5 separate regions of the Mus musculus genome follow, and all the other regions are linked to region 4. A link is a contact called in public HiChIP or PLAC-seq data. All regions are on one chromosome and are shown on one strand. Each heading gives the region's core, a stretch centred on a gene start, on an enhancer-like site or on the middle of the called end of the contact. The rest is flanking DNA. Distances are from core to core; before and after follow the strand shown.

Region 1 (3,636 bases), core at 978-3,477, 150 kb after region 4:
ACATTGGGGACCACTCTTTCCCCGTGCCCAAGGTTGGAGCCCTGTTTTGATGTGTGTGATTTATTTGGGTGAGAGACCACGGGGATCTGTCTTGAGAGGCCTTTGACTTTTAAGGGATTCAACTAGTTGAAACCTTATGTGTCTTAGGAAAGAAAGCTCTTTTATATCACGGAGTCTAAAGCTTAGAGATGGAAGAGACCTCCGAGGTCAGAACAGTGAACCTAATTCAGATGCCCCCCCCAGCCTTCCTGCATGCCTCAGGCCGCTGCCCAGCCCAGCCTGGCATGGCTCTCAAAAGGGCTTGATCTATTTCAGGGGGAGCCCATAGAAAACTCTGGCTACTCTGACCCTCAACTTGACTTCTTGTAACGTCCCTAGTTTTGGAAAGTGTAGACAGGGGAAGAGACCATTGGTGTAGACATTCAGATCAACCTATTACTGCTCCATCCCCATTTAAGTTCTGACTTAGGTAGGTTGGGGAGAATAAAAGTAAATACAACAGGGGCAGAGTGCTTGCGTAGCAAGCTTGAAACCCTAGGTTCCATTCTCAGCACGGCACAAAACAGGTGTGGTGGACCATGGATATAATCCTAGCACTGGGGAGGTTGAGACATGGGGATCAGAAGGTCATCTCGGTGTGTTTGAGGACAGCCTAGGCTACACAATACCCTTCTTCAAAAAAAAATAACTTAAGTAAATAGAACATAGGATCCACTGTCACAGATCTCACAGTGATAAATGTTCCAAACAAGTCCAGAAGGGAAGGCAAATAGAAGCAGTTGTTGGTGTCTGGTCCAGCCCCTGAGTTCTGTGGAATCTTCATAGGATTATACAATAACATCTCAAAACTTCATTTCCCTTATTTTTAAAAAGTAATGTTGGACTCGGTGTCCTCCAAAATCTATCACCGACCTTGTCTCCCACGGTCCACCTTCCTCTTCCTGAATGGTGGCTCTGGATTCCATCTTTCAGGTTTGGGCTAGCTAGTAAAATGGATGGCAGGGTCAAAGAATTCTTCGTTGTGCCTCCCACCCACCCCACCCCCTCCCTGGGAACAATATTGTTGATTTAAACCCAGTTTGAACAAAGCGTTCACAAAGAAACCACAGGCAACCATCTCGGGGAGTTGGCAGAGGATGACCCCGTGACTTCAGCCGCCTTTTCCAGCTCTAATTTTTATGATTCACTAATTTACCCCACGATGCTCAACCCTGTCCGGGAATCCAGAGTTCAAAAAAGATGCCATGTAAATTGCTGGAGGTAATGAGAAGGCTGCAGGCATGGTAGGGCTAGAAGTGTGGTTTTTAGTGAAATTAACTGCAGGAAGACATTTAAAGAAGCCAGAGAAGCATTCCCTCGCTTCTATGTAAGGAGGTTATGGTAAATTTTAGATCTGCTTTTCTCAGTGGTTTGACTGGATCGTTGCTTATTTGGTGACTCCCATGGGGCTTTCCTGTGTTCTCTGATCCCTCTGGAAATGAGTTAGTGAGGTGTGTGTGTGTGTGTGTGTGTGTGTGTGTGTGTGTGTGTGTGACTACTTTGGTAAAGGTGCTTGCTACCAAGAAGATGATCTGAGTTTGATGCCTGGGACCCACATGCAGGAAGGAGAACGCTGACTCCTGAAAGCTGTTCTCTTCCACCTCTAGAAGTACTCCAGGCTATATGCATGTGCCCTCCCCAACACTCAGTTAAAAATTAGTAATTCCAACTTTAAAATCTGGTTGGTTTAGATGTGTTCGTTCATGATGAAGCTCTTTCATCATGCATAGAATTTCTTTTGAACCAAGAAGAGACACTAAGAGAAGAAGACTGAAGTCTGTCAAATATGTCTCCTTTTGAGGACACAGCCAAGACATGAAAAGACACTTGGTATTCAGTAAATCCCATGAATTCTAGTGCTTTCTACATTGTCCCCAATATGAGGACTCTTGTCCCTTCAGGATATTTTCCCCCATGGACGTTTAACAATATGATAGTTATCTACAAATACAGTATTATTGGAAGGTCAGCAAGCCGAGTACCTTGGGCATTCCACAGAGTGCCATGAGAGCTGATGTGGTGGAGAGAGGGAGGAAAGGGCTGGGCAAGCTCTGGGCATCCCCATGTGTCAGGACAGCAGGCAGCTGCTTCTGTGGTAGCGCACCTTCTTGGAAGCCAACTTCGCAGAGCACACCATGTGTGATGTGGTTGGTGCCAAAGGTCATGTGTGGTCCCACACTGGTGAGTCTGACCTATGATCTGAAGCCAGCTGTGTAGCACCGTGCATGCCCATGGTTGGTGCAAGAGCTATGCATGGTACCACACTGATGATTCTCCCGCAGTATTTGCTTCTGCTCTTGGATTCCACGGAAAAAGGATGTCTTGATTTTAGCAGTCATCCTTTAGACAAATCGTGTTTCTGCATGCTGGGCCTGTGTAGATTCAGCACCCCGCCCCCCCCCCCCCAACCTGTAACACACGCAGAAGGGACAGCAGGTCCTTAGACATCATCCTGTGTGCCTTGGGCACAAATGCCTGGAGAAAACCCCCAGTTTTAACCATCAGCATTTTTGAAACTATAATTAGTCCTGGAAATGGAAATTGTAATCACTTACTCTTTGTTTTCTCCAAAGATGGAAAGTTGAGCTGGCTGGACAAATAAGCATGTGACATACAAGAATGACATCAGGATTTGGTTTTTGTCTTTCTTTGGTTTTCATAGGAATCCCCACAAAGTAGGTTCCATGGCCCCCATTTTATAGATAGGAAAATGGAGGCTACAGAGCCTGATGGGATATTGACTTGAGGCCCATAGCTGATGCTTTTCTCCCCCTATGTCATTGACTGGATGTTCCCTGTGTGTAGAGTGTGTGCCTCTCTCTCTCTCTCTCTCTCTCTCTCTCTCTGTATGTGTATTTGAGTGTGTGTGCATGTATGTATGTTTGTGTGTGTGCCTGTGTAACTTGTGTGTGTGTGTGCATGTGCGTGTGTTGCAGAGTTGATACTGAGCCCTTCCTCAGTCACTCTTCACCTTCCTTTTTGAAACATGATCTATCATTGAATGTGGAGTTCACCAATTTTTCCAGCCTGGCTGTCCACTAAGTACAAAGATTCCCCTGCCTCTGTCCTCACAGTGCTGATATTACAAATACACACCCCTGCACATGGCTTTGTTTTGAATGTGACTTTTGGGGGCTTGAATTTAATGCCTCATGCTTATGAGGCAAGAACTTTGCCAACTAAGCCATCTCCCCAGCTTCTGAATACTAATTTTAAAAGACAGTGGGAAATTAGAAGCCACTGAAAAAGGAAGAAAGGGTTGTAGGGAGGGGTGGAGATCTGGCTCAGCAGTTAAGAGTGCTGGTTGCTCTTGTAGTAGACCTGGGTTCAGTTCCCAGCACCTTGTGGTGGCTCATAACCATTTGCATTTCCAGTTTCAGGGCATCTGATGCTCTCTTTCTAGCATTCACAGGCACCAGGACACATGCAAAACACATACCTATGTACATACATGCATACATACATACAGGCAAAATGTTCAAGTTCATAAAATAAAAAAAGAATTAGAGTTAAAAGTATGCGGGAGAAATATATATATTGAATACCTGTTATGTACCCTTTATTAGGCTAGATATGCTCACATCTTTTTGTATGGCA
Region 2 (3,712 bases), core at 302-2,801, 230 kb after region 4:
AGAGAAGAGAAGAGAAGAGAAGAGAAAAAGATGTAGAGAAAGGAAGGAAAGAGAAAGAGAGAGAGAGAGAGAGAGAGAAAGGAAGGAAGGAAGGAAGGAAGGAAGGAAGGAAGGAAGGAAGGAGAGAGGAATCCAAATCAACAAGAAGAAAACAAAGCACTCGCCCTCCCCCTAACAAACAAGACTTGGATAACTGTATAACATCTCCTCCATTGAAATGGACAAGCTTCTCCTTGGTACCCTGGGTGGCTTGGAGGATGACATGCGATAGTCATTATTTGAAGTTTTATTTCAGCCCCTTCTTCGGCAAGCAACAAAATGACTATTTGCAGATCATCGTTCACTGAAAGGTCTCTGGTGAGATGTGTTCCCTTGAATCAGGTTTCTATTGCACAAGAGCCCTTCCGGGAGAGTGTAAAAGGCAATGATGGTGTGAGATAGGAGAAACCTTGACCTTTACCGCAAGGTTTAGCCCACTGACTGACAATAAGAATTGAAAATCTCAAAGAGCCTGAGCTGAGTGAATCGTGGCAAGCAACTGTAGGGAGAGGAGATGAGATGAGACTCTTGTTTTGCATCAACACATGTCCAAGGTTAAATTTGAAGTAGCACATGCCCAAGGTTAATGAGCCTATATGTTAAAACAAACAAACAAACAAACAAAAAGTCAAAATCTTGAGAAGAGAAAATAATTGCTGAGTCTGGTGAGACCTGTTTGGGTATTGTAGGTCGAGTGGCATCAGTCGTGGCTACGTGTACTTGACTGTGGATCCTTGTTCCTCTGGCTGTTGTTAACTGGTTGTCTAGTGGGCTGCAATGTACTGCTACTGGGAATATCTGACAGTGTCACAGTCTGGCTTCTTGTCTCCATTTCTTCCACAGGAGAATGGAAATGTTCTGAGTTCTTTAAGTGGCAGAATCCTGTAGGGTTCTGCACATACTTCTACCATTCCATTCACGAAAATCTAATCTTGTTTTTTTTTTAAATGGTTGGCCTAGAAGAATTCATTTTATGCAATTGCAGAGGACAAAAATATGATTCAGAAATAGTAATAATAGTAATAATAATAATAATCAGATGATGAGGGGCTGGGGAGATGGCTCAGTCATCTTGTTTTGAGAAGCATAAAAGCCCAAGTTCAGTACCTAGAATCTTCTAGATTGTCCTCTGGCCACCACACACATGCACGATATGCACTTGCACGTATATACAGGCATACACATGTATATACACACACAGAGACACACACACATACAGAGAAAGAGGGGACTACAATGAATGTGTGAAGTTGGGAAAATTCATAGCCAAGCTCTACTGAGTCTCGTTTGGGTTCTGGTGTTGAACATAATATCCAGGAGGGGGATGCTGTACTATTCCCCCTTACCATATGCCCCTCAGGTCAAATATTCACATTAAGGTTCCCTTGTCCTTGGAAACTATGCACTTGTCAGAGACACAATCACATAGCAAATTCACCGGGAAATTGTGAGCCATGACTCATGGTTTTGTTTGTTCTGCAATTGTGAAATTTTCAAAAATATTTTATTAAGATTGAAACCGAAACTTCACGGGGAGCCCTGAAAGCTTCATAGCAGACTGTTCTCCTGAGCTACCCTGCAACTCTAGTCATGAGATGATGCCTTGGCCATGGAGTTACCCTGCTGTGACTCTGATGTGCCAAGGGAACAGAAAATTGCTAGCCAGAATCCTGCTGAGCCTTGTAGGCACCCGACTATAGGCATCCATTAGTCTAACTGTAGCTTGTCCATAAAGGAAGACTCTTCTCCCAGATCCTTTTTAAATACTGCCCCACATCCAGAATCTAGCTCTCATAGCCGGGTCTGCATCCATGCCATGCCAAGCATCCAAGCCTTTCCCAGCCAGGCACCATGCTCTTGTTGCAAATTGTATTTTCATAGGAACTTTGATTCTGAAAATGTAGTTGGCCCAAATGCTGCCCCGCTCTACCTTCCAGGAAGGAGAGGATGACTTCGTGTGACCTTTGCTCACTAGTGTCTCAGCCCTGCGACCTGAGAACCATTTGATGGAGCTATAAGCATCCAGAGATGTGCCTATGGATCCCCAAATGGACCTAGGAGATCTCTGTCCTCTAGCTAGGTTAAATCCAGGAGCCATCTGCCACAGCCTGAGGCCATTTGGAGAGGCTCTGGAACCCAACTCTATTACCTATCCACTGCTCCTTTAACTTTTCTGTGTCTTAAGATCTTTCTTTAATGTCCTTCATTCTCTTTGTTTCTTACACTCTTTCTGCCTCCTCTTCCTAAGGGTTTTCTGAGCCTTTAGATTTGACGAAGACATCCATTTAGGGCTGAGTGTTCAAAGGTCTCTGCATAATGTCTGGTTGTGGGTCTCTGTATTTTTTCCCATCTGCTGCAGGAGGATGCAGGCTGCATGGTGAAGACGGTTGAACAATGCACTGATCTATGGGTCAATGGAATGCCATTAAAATTATTTTATTGTTATGATTTTTGTCTAGAACAGTAGTAATTAATTTTACTCTAGGTCCATAGGCTGTCTAGTCTCTGGTACTTGGTCACCCAAGCAGTGTCACATATGGGTTCCATCTCATGGGGTGGGCCTTAAGTCAAATAAGTTATTGGTTGGCAACTCCTATAAGCTTTGTGCCACCATTGTCCTGGCTTTCTTGCAGGCAGAACAGCATTGTAGATCAAAGCATTTGTGGTTGAGTTGGTGTTTACGTTTCTATTTGGTAGCTTGCAGAATAGCGTTCTGTACCAAAGACACTAGACTGTAGGTGTGATGTTAGCCTGATTTCTTATATCACTCATGCACCAAGAATGTCACCACCCACAGTGGGCTGGGCTCCCGCACATCAATCATTAATTGGGAGAATAATCTATGGACGTGCATGTGTGGAGATCTAGGTAGAAGAATGTTCTGAATTGAAGTTCTTTCCAGATAACTCTAGTTTGTATCAAGTTGACAAAAACCTACCCAGGACACCTTGATACCACAAAAGTCAGAAGGAACTGTAGCACAATTTCATTGGCAAGACCATGATGTCAGGTGACACCTCCTGAGTGCCTATCATACTAGGGGCCACAACACTTAGTACTTTTACCCAGCTTAGGCCAATGAAATTCCAATGAATTTCTAAAAGTAGCATGATGGTCCATGTTGATTTTCAAACTGACAGCATTAAAAATCACCAAGGAAATGCAGGCATATCTGTGAGAGGCTTTCCAGATTGGGAAATTGGGATGGGAAGATCCACTGGGCATATGAGTGGCACCATTTGTTGGAAGGTCTGGGGCCCCAAGCTGAATAAAAAGGAGACGTGAGCTGAGTATCAGCGTTCAGTTCTTTCTGCTGATGTTTCACACACTCAAATGTAACATTAGAATGTAACATAACGACACTATGTTACAGGTGCCTCAAGCTCTGGTTGCCATGACTCCCCCACCCCACCCCTGCCATGATGGACTGTGTTCCCTTGAACTGGGAAGCCAAATCAAATCTTCCCTTAAGTTGCTTTGGTAAGGTTTGGTTTTTTTTGTTTTTTTGTTTTTGTTTTTGTTTTTGTTTTTGCCACAGCAATAAGAAGAGTGCCTAATACCACTCATCCTTGTATTCTAGAGAAGATGGATCGAGGTGAGCTGTCTCTGCTTATTTCAGTTGAAGCTGGGATTTAAGCCAGTTTGCCCTCAAAGCCGGGATGCTTCTCTTTCT
Region 3 (3,862 bases), core at 558-3,057, 190 kb after region 4:
AGGTTATCCATTCGATCCCTTTATGGAAAGTTACAGAAGTGTACACACAGTTGTTCTCCGATGCCTGACTCAAGATGACTCACACCTTCTTCACTCCTTAAGCCTTTGCTCAAAATTACCTTCTCAATTCCTCTTCTGATTGCCCTGCCTGTAAGTGCTATCTCCACCCCACCATGTCTGCTTTCTGTCTCCCTTGTCCTAGGCATCAAATTTGGTCACTGTATCATTCACATCCCACTTACTCAAACCATGACTCAAGATGTCTCCAGTCCCCCCTCTCTTGTCATAAGTTTTATGAAGTTTTACAACCATGAGTGAAGTATATTCCATATTAGTGCATCCTTGCCGTTGTTCCTCAGTGTACAGCTCAGTGACGCTGGGTACATTGATATCACAACGCAGCCTCCACCACCATCTCTCTCCAGAACTTTCATATCGCCCCAGCTGAAGTTCTGCACTCAGTAAACACATCTCTCCACTCTCTAGCACTAGGCCATTTGCGTGACCCTTTCTGTCTCTGTGCATTTGTCTAGCCTGGGAACTTCATCTAAGGAAGCCAGATGGTGTCTGTGTACTAACTGACCATGCTGTAGAGGGTATCTGGTTTTCTTCCTTTTTAGGGCAGAATAGTATTCCTTTGTATGTGGACATCTCTCCTTCTGTACCACAGTGGGCCTGGTTATGGTCCCTTTGCCCATTGTGGATAATGTTGCTGATACCCTACATGCACAGACTCCTTTTACTTCTGTGTCTCCTTCCTTGAAGGAACCCCAAGGAAATGTCCTTTAAGCTACACCCAGGCTGTGTGGTTGCCTCCCCCCCCCCCCCCCCGCTGCTGCTACCCCTTTGTAGCATTAACTTCCCTTCATTAACTCAGTGGCTGACCAGGACACTGACTCCTTAGCCTAAGAGACTGATAGGCTGGGTAGCTTACACAGACATCCACGCTGACGATGCTCTGGGTGTGACACTGTGGCAACATCACCAGGGATGGAGACCATGGATTTCCCACATGCTCAGCCTTTGCCCTTTGACCCCTTCTGCAGTGGAGCTCAGTGCATACAGCAATGGGCAGTGCTGAGGGGAAAAGTAGAGGATCTGGTACCTGTGGTCCAGTCACCTCTGTGAAGGCCTGGCTCCATGGGCTGTAGCACAGGCTTTGCCTCTGTGGCCTCAGCTAGCCCATCCCATCTGAAGCTGCTCATTATGCTGCTTCTCGGAGGCAGTTTGTTAAACAACATTTGAATTGAAATGAAGGGGATACAGATTGGAATTCAAGTATACACACGTGTACACACACACACACACACACACACACACACACACACAATGTACCCTTCACAATTTTTTTTCTGCACTATCTCATGCCTCCGAATTGTCTGTCCTGTCCACAGCAGAGTAGCCTTTCTAGAATAAGCTACCTGCTCTGGGTCAGGGCGCACGGTGCCTCACTTAGCTAGGTCTCAGTTTCCTCAGTAGTATAAAATTAATGGCAGAAGCCATGCCAAGTTGGCCACAAAGATTGGTGGAGCGAATGCATGATTTTGTACTTAGTAAGAAGTCACTGAACATAGGCTATTACTATCAATGTGGCCCGTGTGATCTTGGGTACTCTAGCCTGTCTCATGCCTGCTTCAGAGCTCTTCTATCCTCTCCTAATGAGGTATCCCTGCTCTGCTCTCCCGCTGAGCCGTGCTCCTGGGAGATGTCTGCTGAGAACTCGGGATGAAACTGAGTCAGAGGTCTGTATAGACTTGACTCACCAGGTCTTCAAACCAGAAGATCACCCTGTGGGGCTCATGACATTCCTGGAAAATAAAAGAAGTGAATATTATTGGGCTGAGTTCATCAGACACTTGTTCAGCCCTCCCTTTAGTGTCGGCTGTTCCGAAGGGAGCGGGCAGCCAGCCAGCCAGCCAAGCCTGAGCCATCAAAGGCCGGAGGCCCAGACGCAGTACTGAGAGTCTCTGTGCCTTCAGACACCTCACCCTCTTCCCACAGACCTGCTCTCCTGCAGGCCCCGGGGCTAGAGAGTTTCCCCAGCCCTCCAGGCTCCTGGGGAAGTGTTTCCAAGGGCTGCCTCTACTGAGGTGTGTCACAACTGAGCCTTGCTGGAGGCCTGGGTGTAGCTGGGAAAAGGCCACCCAGACTCCAGAGAACTAGAAAGGAAAAGTTCCCAGTTCTGAGCCTTGAACTAAGGCCATTTCTCGCCTCCTTCCTTCTCAAACCATTATTTCCCATATCCTGACCCAACAATTGGGACTTGTCCTTTTTATAACCCAACTCTCTCTCTCTCTCTCTCTCTCTCTCTCTCTCTCTCTCTCTCTCTCTCTCCCTCCCTCCCTCTCTCTCTCTCTCTTGTGTGTGTGTGTGTGTGTGAGAGAGAGAGAGAGAGAGAGAGAGAGTCAGAAAGAGAGATAGAGAGAGAGAGGGAGAGAGAGGGAGAGAGAGAGTCAGAGAGAGAAAGAGAGGGAGAGAGAGAGAACACATTCTAAGAGTTCTCAAGGCAATTTTCTGCTTTCACCTCATGGTCAAAGCAGACTGCAAATGGCAGGACCCCAGGAAGACGGATGGAACACAACACCTCTACTTTAGTCCGCTTATGCCCGATTGACTTGGCTACAACCAGCTCTCTGTGAGGGAGACTGGAAATGTGAGCTTTCCTCAGAATGGATGTCTTAGTTACTTATTTTTTTTTATCCCTGTAACATAGCACCAGAGAAAAGCAACTTAAAAAAGGAAAGATTGCTCTTGGCTCAAGGTTTACAGGGATACAGTCTATGGACCTTGATGTTGGGAAGGCGTTGTTGCAGTAGTGTGAGGCCACTGATCACATTGCACCCACTCTGGAAGCAGAGAAAAGCAATTCAGCTGCTCCACTCCTTTTTCATTCAGTCGAGCACCCAGCCAATGGGACAGTGCCACCCATAGTCAAAGAGCATCTCTCTCTCTCTCTCTCTTCAGTTCAGTCTAGGAGGAAACAGCCTCACAGACATACCCAGTGGTGGGCCAGATCTTAGGTGATTCAAAATCTGCTCAAGGTGACAGTGAATACTCACCATCACATGATCACCGATCAGTTAAAATGGAGGAGGGAGGAGAAAATACTGGTAACAGCTGACGGTTCATTCCATTCTCTACATTGCTCTCCTGAGCCTCATGCCACCCAGAACTCCTTCTTCTCAAACTTGCTAGACAGTCAAGGATGAATGTGAACCTCTGATCCTCCTGAGAGCTAGAATTCTATGTAGGCACCACTATATTCGTTTATGTGATGCTCAGAATTGAACCTGGGGCTTCAAGTAAATGCCCCCCCGCCCCCCCCCACCCCCGCCCAGACTTGCCTGGAGGCCAATCTGATAGAAGCAATTCCTCACTTAGGTTCTCTCTTCCCAGGTGACTGCAGCTTGTGTCAAGTTGACAAACAAACAAACAAACAAACAAAACATAACTGGAACTGAAGTCAATTAGAGTAGAATTACATACAAATGGCTGGGGCAGGGCACAGTGGGAAGTGGCCACAATCTCAGGTAGGGCCCAGTGATTCCATCCATGTCTACCCCCTCCTGTGAGGGAGCACCAGCAGCCAAGAGGTTCCATCTCAGCGGCATCTTGCAACAGCCAAAGCTGCTTTCATGGTGGTAGCTGTTTAGTTCAGGGTCTGAGATGCCAGTCTTGACCAACTTAATCCTAATTTGTATTTTAACAGAGGAATGCCACAGACAGCATTAAGTTTGAAACCACTTCTCTAGAACATTCTGAATGGTATATTTAGTTTCCTCAGAGGTATCTGGTCTGCCACAGGATTAGAAATATAAAGCTAACATCTTTCTCAAGGAAGTTGGTGTAAACAGTTTGCAAA
Region 4 (3,820 bases), core at 432-2,931:
GTTCAGCCCTTGATCATGGACTTTGTAATGACAGTGTCCTGTCGCAATGCTAGAAGGATGTGTTAAGCCTGGAGTGGTATTAAAAGCCATAGAACATAAGAAATCATGTTAGACAGAAGAGAAAGCTGAGGACAGGGCGCTGAGAAAAGACTCCAGATTTGAAGTCAGATAAAATCGAAGAGCTGGCGAGAGTCCCTGAGCAGGTACAGCCAGGGGCGTAGGAAGAGCTCCAGAGCGTATAGTGTCCCAGAAGCAAGGGACTCAGGGCTGCTGAGGTGCGGCCTCTACTGTGTTTAATTTTCATTTCTAGGAACTACTATTGGGCTGGGCAGTATGGAAGCCATGAGTGACCTTGACCCAAGGGATCCCAGTAGAGAGACAGATTCCCAGGGCTGGGGGGAAATCAGTAATGGTGAAAAAAGTGGGCTAAGGGATTTAGACCGTGGCTTCAGGAGTGTTGGCTGTGAGGAGGGGAGAGGAACTGAGGGAACTGAAGAGAGGAAACAGCATGAAAGGAAGTCCATCTGGACTTTGGGTTACAAAACTGAAGCCCTCACCCTGACATATTCGGAGTGAGTGGCCCTTGACAAACCACTTTCCATTCCAGGACATCAGTATCTCTATGAGAAAAATGTGAGTGACAAAGTCTGTTTATAATGAGAGTCTACTTATAAAGGTGATTGTAAGAGAGAGTTTAGTAAGCATTCATCATTCATTAAGGGCTGGGAGTGTAGCTTTGTGGTAGAGTAGGGGACCCTAGGTTCTGTCCCTAGCATGATCAAGGCAAGACAACACAGGAACATAACAAAAACTCCCTAGCACTGTCACACAAGCACAGTATCCGTGTGTTTGTTAGTGTGTGATAGAAATGCTAAAGGAAAGGCAAGCACCTTGGAGAAAGCTGAGCCCTGAAGGTGAGAATCCAGATAGAAGGAAGCAGTTGTTACAGCAACAGGGAAGAGAAAGGGCAGGGAATGCGGGCCATTCCTCAGCAACACTGAGTCCCTTGCTTCTGGGACACTATACTCTCTGGAGTTTATCCTTTATCACTGGCTGTACCTGCAGGGTCCCTTACCAGGGAGAGAGTCTAGCCTGGTCCAGAGGATGGTGTTGAGGGAAGACAGCCATTGATAGGAGTCCTGAGTAGATAGAGAAGGCAGGAGGGTTGGATGTGAGGTACTTAGTTCTTCAGTAGGCTCATCGAAAGGGCAGGGTTTGAATTCTTACCTTATGCAGAATTGTAGGGATTCTGTCCACAGAGGAGCCTCAGAGTTTCGAATCAGAGAGGCTATTTGAGTTTGATAGGGACACAGGAAACAGATTGGAAGGAAGACACAGGAAGTAAGGAACATACAGAGGCACGGAAGCCAGCTAGAGAGCACTTCTACATCCCAAGTGTGTTAAGGATGGGGGTGGAAGATCAGGAGGTGTGCGTGCCTCTAAAATCAATGTTCATATCAGGGAGAAGAAAGGGGAGCGGTCTGTGAAGGGGTCTCTTAAAGCAAAGCATGAAATAAGTTGTAGGTCATCAGCTAGCACATGCTTACTGCATACCTACTGTGTGCCACTGCTGTTTGATGTCTGTTGGCACTCTTTCAAGCTTTATTCTAGCTCAGACTATACCACAAAGTATAACAGGAAGTGTGTGTGTGTGTGTGTTGGGGGTGGGGTTGAACCATTCAAGGACTAGGCTGATCTGATAGTCCTTTTGACTCATGGGGGGAACTTCTGTCTAATTTTCTGTGTGTCTATCTTGGCTGTTTGCTAAAGGAATTAGTTATATTTAGTAAATGAATTAGCAATATTAGTTTTTTTTTAAAGTGTGATAGGCAGTATAACTTAATTAAGCCTTAAAATTATTGCTGGGGCAGCTGCATCAGGAATGCGTGACTAGATCTGGCTTGTCCAACTGCTAAAGCAAACTGTCAGGCCTAAGCCATTTCAGGCACTTTGGTGACACTCAGATGAGTCAATATTCAGATGTAGACATTAAGTAAAAAAAGAACATACAGAAAAGTTTAATTAAAAACCAAGGGGACAAAGGTCCTTTTTCTGACAGTCTGTGTTAAGCAAGTTGATTTAAACACATGCAAGCATTTAGAGTCCACAGGGTACACTACATTTATTTATAGTGTTGTGTGCAGTAACTCATGCTTGTCTTTCTAATCACTTGGGAAGTACTGGATCTTTTAAGAGGGGGTAACAAAGCAGGCAGTACTGATGTGCCAACACTCATTCTACATTAAGCTAATGGGCGTGGTAGTCGGCTTCTGTTTTTCCTCAGCACTGGTGGTCTTATAGATTTTATGAGTTTTGGAAGGTATGTAGGAGAAGATCACATGAAATTGTGTATGTAGATTTACATGAAACGTACACATGAACAAATACATCCTTCTACACACTACAAAGCAACTTGAGGCAGAAATGGTGGGTGCCGGTATCTCTGTGAGCTATCATTTGAATAACTAGCTTTGGCTTTAATGATTTGTGTGGTAACAGGATGTCACAGCCCGCAGTGGAGTATTGAAAACGGAATGGAGTATTTGTAATGCCATTGAAATGATGGACTTGAGTTTGGGTTTTGAAGCAGATGTTCAGTGGCTGAGATTAATCTCTAGCAATGGTTTTCGAGGTTAAAACCCAAATGTGTACAAGAGTAAACATTTCCCTTTCAGAGCAGATGATTTGAACACGAATGGATGAAATTTAAGCAAGCGGGCATTAACTACAACTTCGCTTTGACACACATGTCTGGAAAGCATCACGGATTACCACACTTTCTGGAATTGGTAGCATAATATGCTCTCTCTGCACACTCTCATGAGAAAAGGTTTGAAAAAGCCCAGACTTGCAGCCAGTCATTGGAGCATCAGGCTTTGGTGTTAGGCATCAGAGTCTGAGTGGTGACAAGCCCAGGGCCAGTGGCTTTACGGAGCAGACTCCACCTGGGTGTGAGGTGAGGAACATCCTAAGGCCAGACCCTTATTTGATATCCATCAGTGACTTCTTAAGAGAACACCTAGACATAGAGTGCCCAGATCTCTTCTGATTGCCTGGTAAATATAGGAAATAAAACACAAGCTAAGACAGCAGCATTACCTCACAGGTCTGCTTTCCTCCCATCACCCTTTCTTTTTAAAGACAGGGTTTCACTGTCTAGTTATGGCTGACCTGGGACTCCTTGAACTCCCAAAGATCATCCTTTCTCTGCCTTCCAAGTGCTGGAATTAAAGATTTGAGTCACTATATCTGGCTCTATTGGGGTGTTTTAGGTGCCCTTATTTCTCCCAGGAAAGGGGGTACTTCTCTTCTGCTGGGGAGAAAAAAATTTTTTTTGCAACACTAATGCCTATAATGTCATTTGGCCTATCCCTTTTATCCCTTTCATCTTGCTAATAGAGTTAAAAGTGACGCTTTTTCTCTGCCTTAGTATTATAGTACGAAAACAGAGATCTCTATGCAGTCATACAGAAACTGGCTTTAATTTTTTAAAAGTTATTCTCCTTCTTTTCCACACTCTTTTCTGTTTACTTTATCTCAGTTTGTGAGTTTAGATATAGATCATGTTTTGAGACAGTGGAGTGAAGGATTTGCATCTGGGTCTGATTCCTGCAAGTTAATTCCTGGGATAGGTTGAACTAGTCTTTGTATGTTACATCCAAAATTAGCAAAGTGTCACAATGGCTGAGAGCGTTTCACTCCTACATAAACGTGTCTTGCTGTATGAAGAAAGAACTGTCTCTTCACCTTGCCAAGCAAGGTCACAGCTTAGTATCTGTTCCTTGGTTGGCAGTAGTAAGATGTTCAAAGGAATAAGAGA
Region 5 (3,769 bases), core at 291-2,790, 210 kb after region 4:
TGTTGTTGTTTATTTGTTTTTGTTTTTCTTAGGAACATGTAACCAAGGCTAGCCTCAAATCCATTATGCAGCTCAAGATGACTATGAACCTCTGAACTTCCAGCCTCTATCTCCCAAGTGCTAGGATTACAGCCATGAGACACCATGCCTGAGTGAAAATTTAAGCTCACTTTTATTAAAATCATCACCGGTCTCATTAGAAAAGTCTAAGTAGAAAAATTGTAGATAGATGTTTTCACCATTTTGAATTTTTATTTGAAAGCCTGTATTTTATCTTTGGCTACAAATACCAACAGTTATTTTCTAGAAGGTACCTGTGGAGAGACCCACACCCAAGTTAGCATGACTGTCTATAAGGAGGCAGTGTCTCAAGTAAAATTTGGTCTGCGATACAATAGCCAGATACCTAAGCTAGCAACTCACACAATGCCACACACAGTCTCCTTTGAGTCAACGGCTCTATTTTGGTTGATGGAAGAGGGCTTTATGAATATTCTTAGAGAATTGAAGAACTGTGCTCAAGGACCTAGACCTAATGGAATTATTCATTTACATAGTACCTCCAGGAGTCATGAAACTGAGACCTTTAATCAGTGAATGGGTAGCGGGGGGTCTAGTGACCACCAATGCCATCAATGTGGGTAAAAGGCACATTGGAAGTACAGGACTCTTGGGGGAATTTAATGAAACATGGTATTGTTACAACTTCAGGTTCCACATCACAACTGACTTTTAGAGAGTATTGCTGGTTTGATTCTGATGTGGCATCAAACAGAACACCTTCAATGAAGTGAAAGCAATGTGAAACCAGTTCTTCCTTATGCAGCTGTTATCTGAGTGGGACCACATCTGGAGAGACGCATACAGCACTGTCCTCCCTTGCTTTCATGATTCTGGTACAAATGCCAGCAGCAAATCGGGGTGGCATGAGAGGGTGACAATACATTTGTGTTGTCCTGAGAATAGTTTGGCTATATCTCAGACCTTCAGGGCTTTAGAGCATATTCATAATGGCTAAAGGACATAGAGATTCAAGTCATGGAGCTGCATATAGTGTGCCTGTGTGTGAACGAAGAGGGTTACAACTACAAGGAGAACTGAGTGGCGAGTGCGAACCTTGTGTTATGTGGGGGAATAGGCACCCAGGAAAGAAGAACAGCAAGGGTAAACCTGCAGCAGGGGCATGTGTTCTAGCCCCAGATGTGGCTATGGGAAGCTGTAGAGAATGAAGTCAGAGTGGATATGAGCTAGGTTGTATGAGTGCCTCCAGAGAGGTCCTAAAGATGGAGGGTTCCATGTCAAGAGAGCTGGGGAAGCCTACGAGTCTGTAGGCAGGGGGATGGCACAATTTGCCTTTTCGTCGGCTGTAACTCCGGTTGGAGACAGAAGTGAGTTAAGAGTGGGGACTTATATCATCTAACAGGGCTATTCCAACAGTGAGAACATTATCTGTTAATTACAGACTAACCTGAAGTAGAACATTTGACTAAGCCTTTGCTCACCGGGCCAGGCAAAGGCCATCTTACAAGAAGGTGGCTTCCAGAGTTGAGTCATCCACTTTGTATACAAAAGACAATGAATATGATTCATGCCTAAAAACAGGCTGAAGCGTAGTGGCCTTTTTACCCGGGAGTGTCCCCACTTATCGTAAGATTGCTTAAAGTGTTAGGAGCGGGCCTGTTAAAGGAACAATGCTTATGACCCTGAAAAAGGGTCTTGGTCCCATGAAGTGTGTACCAGTCCATTTTCTGTTACTATAGCAAAAGACTGGAGGCTGGATACTTACTAAAGAAAAGAAACACATCTAGATCGCAACTGTGGCCATTAGAAGGTATAACATTAGCTTATCACAACCTAGATGAGGGCTCCTGCTGCTTTGTTTCTTAGTAGAGGGATCCTAACTTTCTGTGTCCGTAAGAGTGTGTATATGTATATGGTTGTGTGCGTGTGTGCATGTGCGTGTGTGGCATGTGCGTGTGTGGCATGTGGAAGCCAGAGGATAACATTGGCTGCTATTCCTCAGTTGCTGTTATTTTGAGACAGTGGCTTCCATTGTCCTGGAGCTTGCCAAGTAGGCTGCTTGACTAGCCGGCTAGCTAGTGCCAGAGACTTGCCTGTCTCTGCCTCCCCAGCACTGGGATAACAAGTGCATGCCATCTTTATGTGGGCTCTTGAGGGAGCAGACCAGGTCTCAAGCTTTGAAGGCAGTAACATTACTGAATTAGCTCTCATGCCAGGATCTCACAGCTAAGATGCTGCTTATAAAAACTAACCAGGGCCCCTTAAAACTATATTTCAAAGATGATGCACCCTATGACATAATGACTTGCCCTAGACCCCAACCTGCTCATACAGATATCCAATAGAGGACACAATGAAGATATATTCAAACTGTAATAAGGCTTTTGGCTTCTGATAGCAGAAGTCCTTGGTGGGAAAGGGGTCCTATCAACCTGATCCTTGAACCCTTCTATAGAAATATTTGTGGAGGCTGGAGCAAGGGCTTGTCTATGTTCTCTAAAAGAGAACAAACAGTCTTTTCATAATAGGAAGTCAGGGGCTCGAGAGCCAGCTCAGTCAGTAATGAATTCAAGCTCCAGAGTCCACGTGAAACAAGACAAGTACTTTAAATTCAGCCCTGGGGAGACAGCATCAGGTGGGCCCCTGGGCTTGCTGGCTGGCCAGCCTAGCCTAACTGTGAGCCCTAGGTCCCAGTGAGAGATCCAGGGTTTGTCACTGTTGTTTGTTTGTTTTTAAAGGTGGGTGTTAGAAAAACTGGATATACACCTGCAGAAGAAAGAAATCAAATCCACACCACTGACCTTGTACACAATTAACTTTAAAGCAGATCAAAGACCTGAATTTCCCCTCTGAGGTAATGAAACTGCTGGACAGAAATAGGGGTGCTCTTTAACAGAAAGCTTTAGCAAGACCTTTCTGAATAGAATTCCAACTCCACAGGAACCAGTCCCAGGAATCAACTAGGAATTCCAAAGTTTCTTGACAGCCAAAGGAACAACGAAAACACGGTCAGCAGAATAGGAGAAAAATCTTTCCCAGCTATACTTCAGAATTGACAAGGGAGTTCAAAAATTAACCCAAAACTCCCCAAACTGCCAGCCAGCAAACATGCTAATGAAATGAACAGGCAGCTCTCAAAAGAGGAAACACAGGTGACAAGTGTTTCCAAAACTGTCCAACATCCCTAGCATCAGGGAAATGCAAACTAAAACTATTTTGAGACAGCACCTCACCCCAGTCAGAATGGATCTCAGCAAGAGACCAGACATCAAATGCTGTTGAGGATGTGGAGAAAGAGGAGCCTGTGATCACTGCTGGGGAGAGTAGAGTGTAGGGTAGTGCGGCCATTATGGGAATTAAAACATGAAACTACTATATAAACCCAGATGGACCACTCCTAGGCAGGTACCCAAAGGACTCTGCATCCCACCACTGTGATACTTACAAACCCATCTTCATTGCTGCTATGCCCACAGCAGCAAGAAGAGAGATGTACCCTAGAATCCCATCAGCAGACTCATGGGTAATGAGGATGTGGTGTGTATACACAATGGAATCTTACGCAGCTGCTAACAAAAATGAAATGATGAAGCCCCCACGAAGATAGATGCTCCAGAACCCGTCTGGGAAGTATACTATTACGTTGGGGGACCCAAATGCAGAATGACAAAATTAGCATATTCTCAGAGGATCCTAGTTTGTTAAATGCGGGTCAAATCTAAGATAATAGAAAGGAAATCAAGAAAGG

What was found. HiChIP or PLAC-seq counts read pairs in DNA pulled down with a chosen protein or histone mark.
Region 1: a BATF HiChIP or PLAC-seq map of CD8 T cells shows a contact between it and region 4, with 5 read pairs. The contact joins two enhancer-like sites. A contact is called at or near these places in 2 of 115 datasets of contacts at active chromatin or transcription factors (CD8 T cells and pancreatic cancer cells) and 1 of 9 other capture datasets (embryonic stem cells).
Region 2: a FOXA1 HiChIP or PLAC-seq map of pancreatic cancer cells shows a contact between it and region 4. The contact joins two enhancer-like sites. A contact is called at or near these places in 2 of 15 datasets of contacts at CTCF or cohesin (CD8 T cells and pro-B cells), 5 of 484 Hi-C or Micro-C datasets (bone marrow-derived macrophages, embryonic fibroblasts, forebrain neurons and 2 more), 5 of 115 datasets of contacts at active chromatin or transcription factors (CD8 T cells, effector CD8 T cells, large pre-B cells and 2 more) and 1 of 9 other capture datasets (embryonic stem cells).
Region 3: a FOXA1 HiChIP or PLAC-seq map of pancreatic cancer cells shows a contact between it and region 4. The contact joins two enhancer-like sites. A contact is called at or near these places in 2 of 484 Hi-C or Micro-C datasets (Sertoli cells and muscle stem cells), 1 of 115 datasets of contacts at active chromatin or transcription factors (pancreatic cancer cells) and 1 of 9 other capture datasets (embryonic stem cells).
Region 5: a FOXA1 HiChIP or PLAC-seq map of pancreatic cancer cells shows a contact between it and region 4. The contact joins two enhancer-like sites. A contact is called at or near these places in 1 of 484 Hi-C or Micro-C datasets (forebrain neurons), 2 of 115 datasets of contacts at active chromatin or transcription factors (effector CD8 T cells and pancreatic cancer cells) and 1 of 9 other capture datasets (embryonic stem cells).

Annotation. Positions count from the first base shown.
Region 1 is chr17:44,535,277-44,538,912 of GRCm38.p6, reverse strand. It overlaps a transcript of Runx2 not described here. Among named protein-coding and RNA genes, the nearest start is that of Runx2os3, 25 kb to the left of the region's middle. Within about 2 kb of position 2,227, at least 12 of the 459 cell types and tissues checked have an H3K27ac peak or open chromatin away from gene starts, as enhancers often do. A contact at or near this core is called in CD8 T cells, where this site is marked.
Region 2 is chr17:44,457,075-44,460,786 of GRCm38.p6, reverse strand. No RefSeq gene overlaps it. Among named protein-coding and RNA genes, the nearest start is that of Runx2os3, 100 kb to the left of the region's middle. Within about 2 kb of position 1,551, at least 43 of the 459 cell types and tissues checked have an H3K27ac peak or open chromatin away from gene starts, as enhancers often do. A contact at or near this core is called in CD8 T cells, bone marrow-derived macrophages, memory CD8 T cells and 1 more, where this site is marked.
Region 3 is chr17:44,498,561-44,502,422 of GRCm38.p6, reverse strand. It overlaps a transcript of Runx2 not described here. Among named protein-coding and RNA genes, the nearest start is that of Runx2os3, 61 kb to the left of the region's middle. Within about 2 kb of position 1,807, at least 68 of the 459 cell types and tissues checked have an H3K27ac peak or open chromatin away from gene starts, as enhancers often do. A contact at or near this core is called in pancreatic cancer cells, where this site is marked.
Region 4 is chr17:44,688,417-44,692,236 of GRCm38.p6, reverse strand. The region is part of intron 3 of Runx2 (runt related transcription factor 2); the gene reads left to right. Among named protein-coding and RNA genes, the nearest start is that of Runx2, 46 kb to the left of the region's middle. Within about 2 kb of position 1,681, at least 60 of the 459 cell types and tissues checked have an H3K27ac peak or open chromatin away from gene starts, as enhancers often do. A contact at or near this core is called in CD8 T cells, bone marrow-derived macrophages, memory CD8 T cells and 1 more, where this site is marked.
Region 5 is chr17:44,473,897-44,477,665 of GRCm38.p6, reverse strand. No RefSeq gene overlaps it. Among named protein-coding and RNA genes, the nearest start is that of Runx2os3, 86 kb to the left of the region's middle. Within about 2 kb of position 1,540, at least 19 of the 459 cell types and tissues checked have an H3K27ac peak or open chromatin away from gene starts, as enhancers often do. A contact at or near this core is called in pancreatic cancer cells, where this site is marked.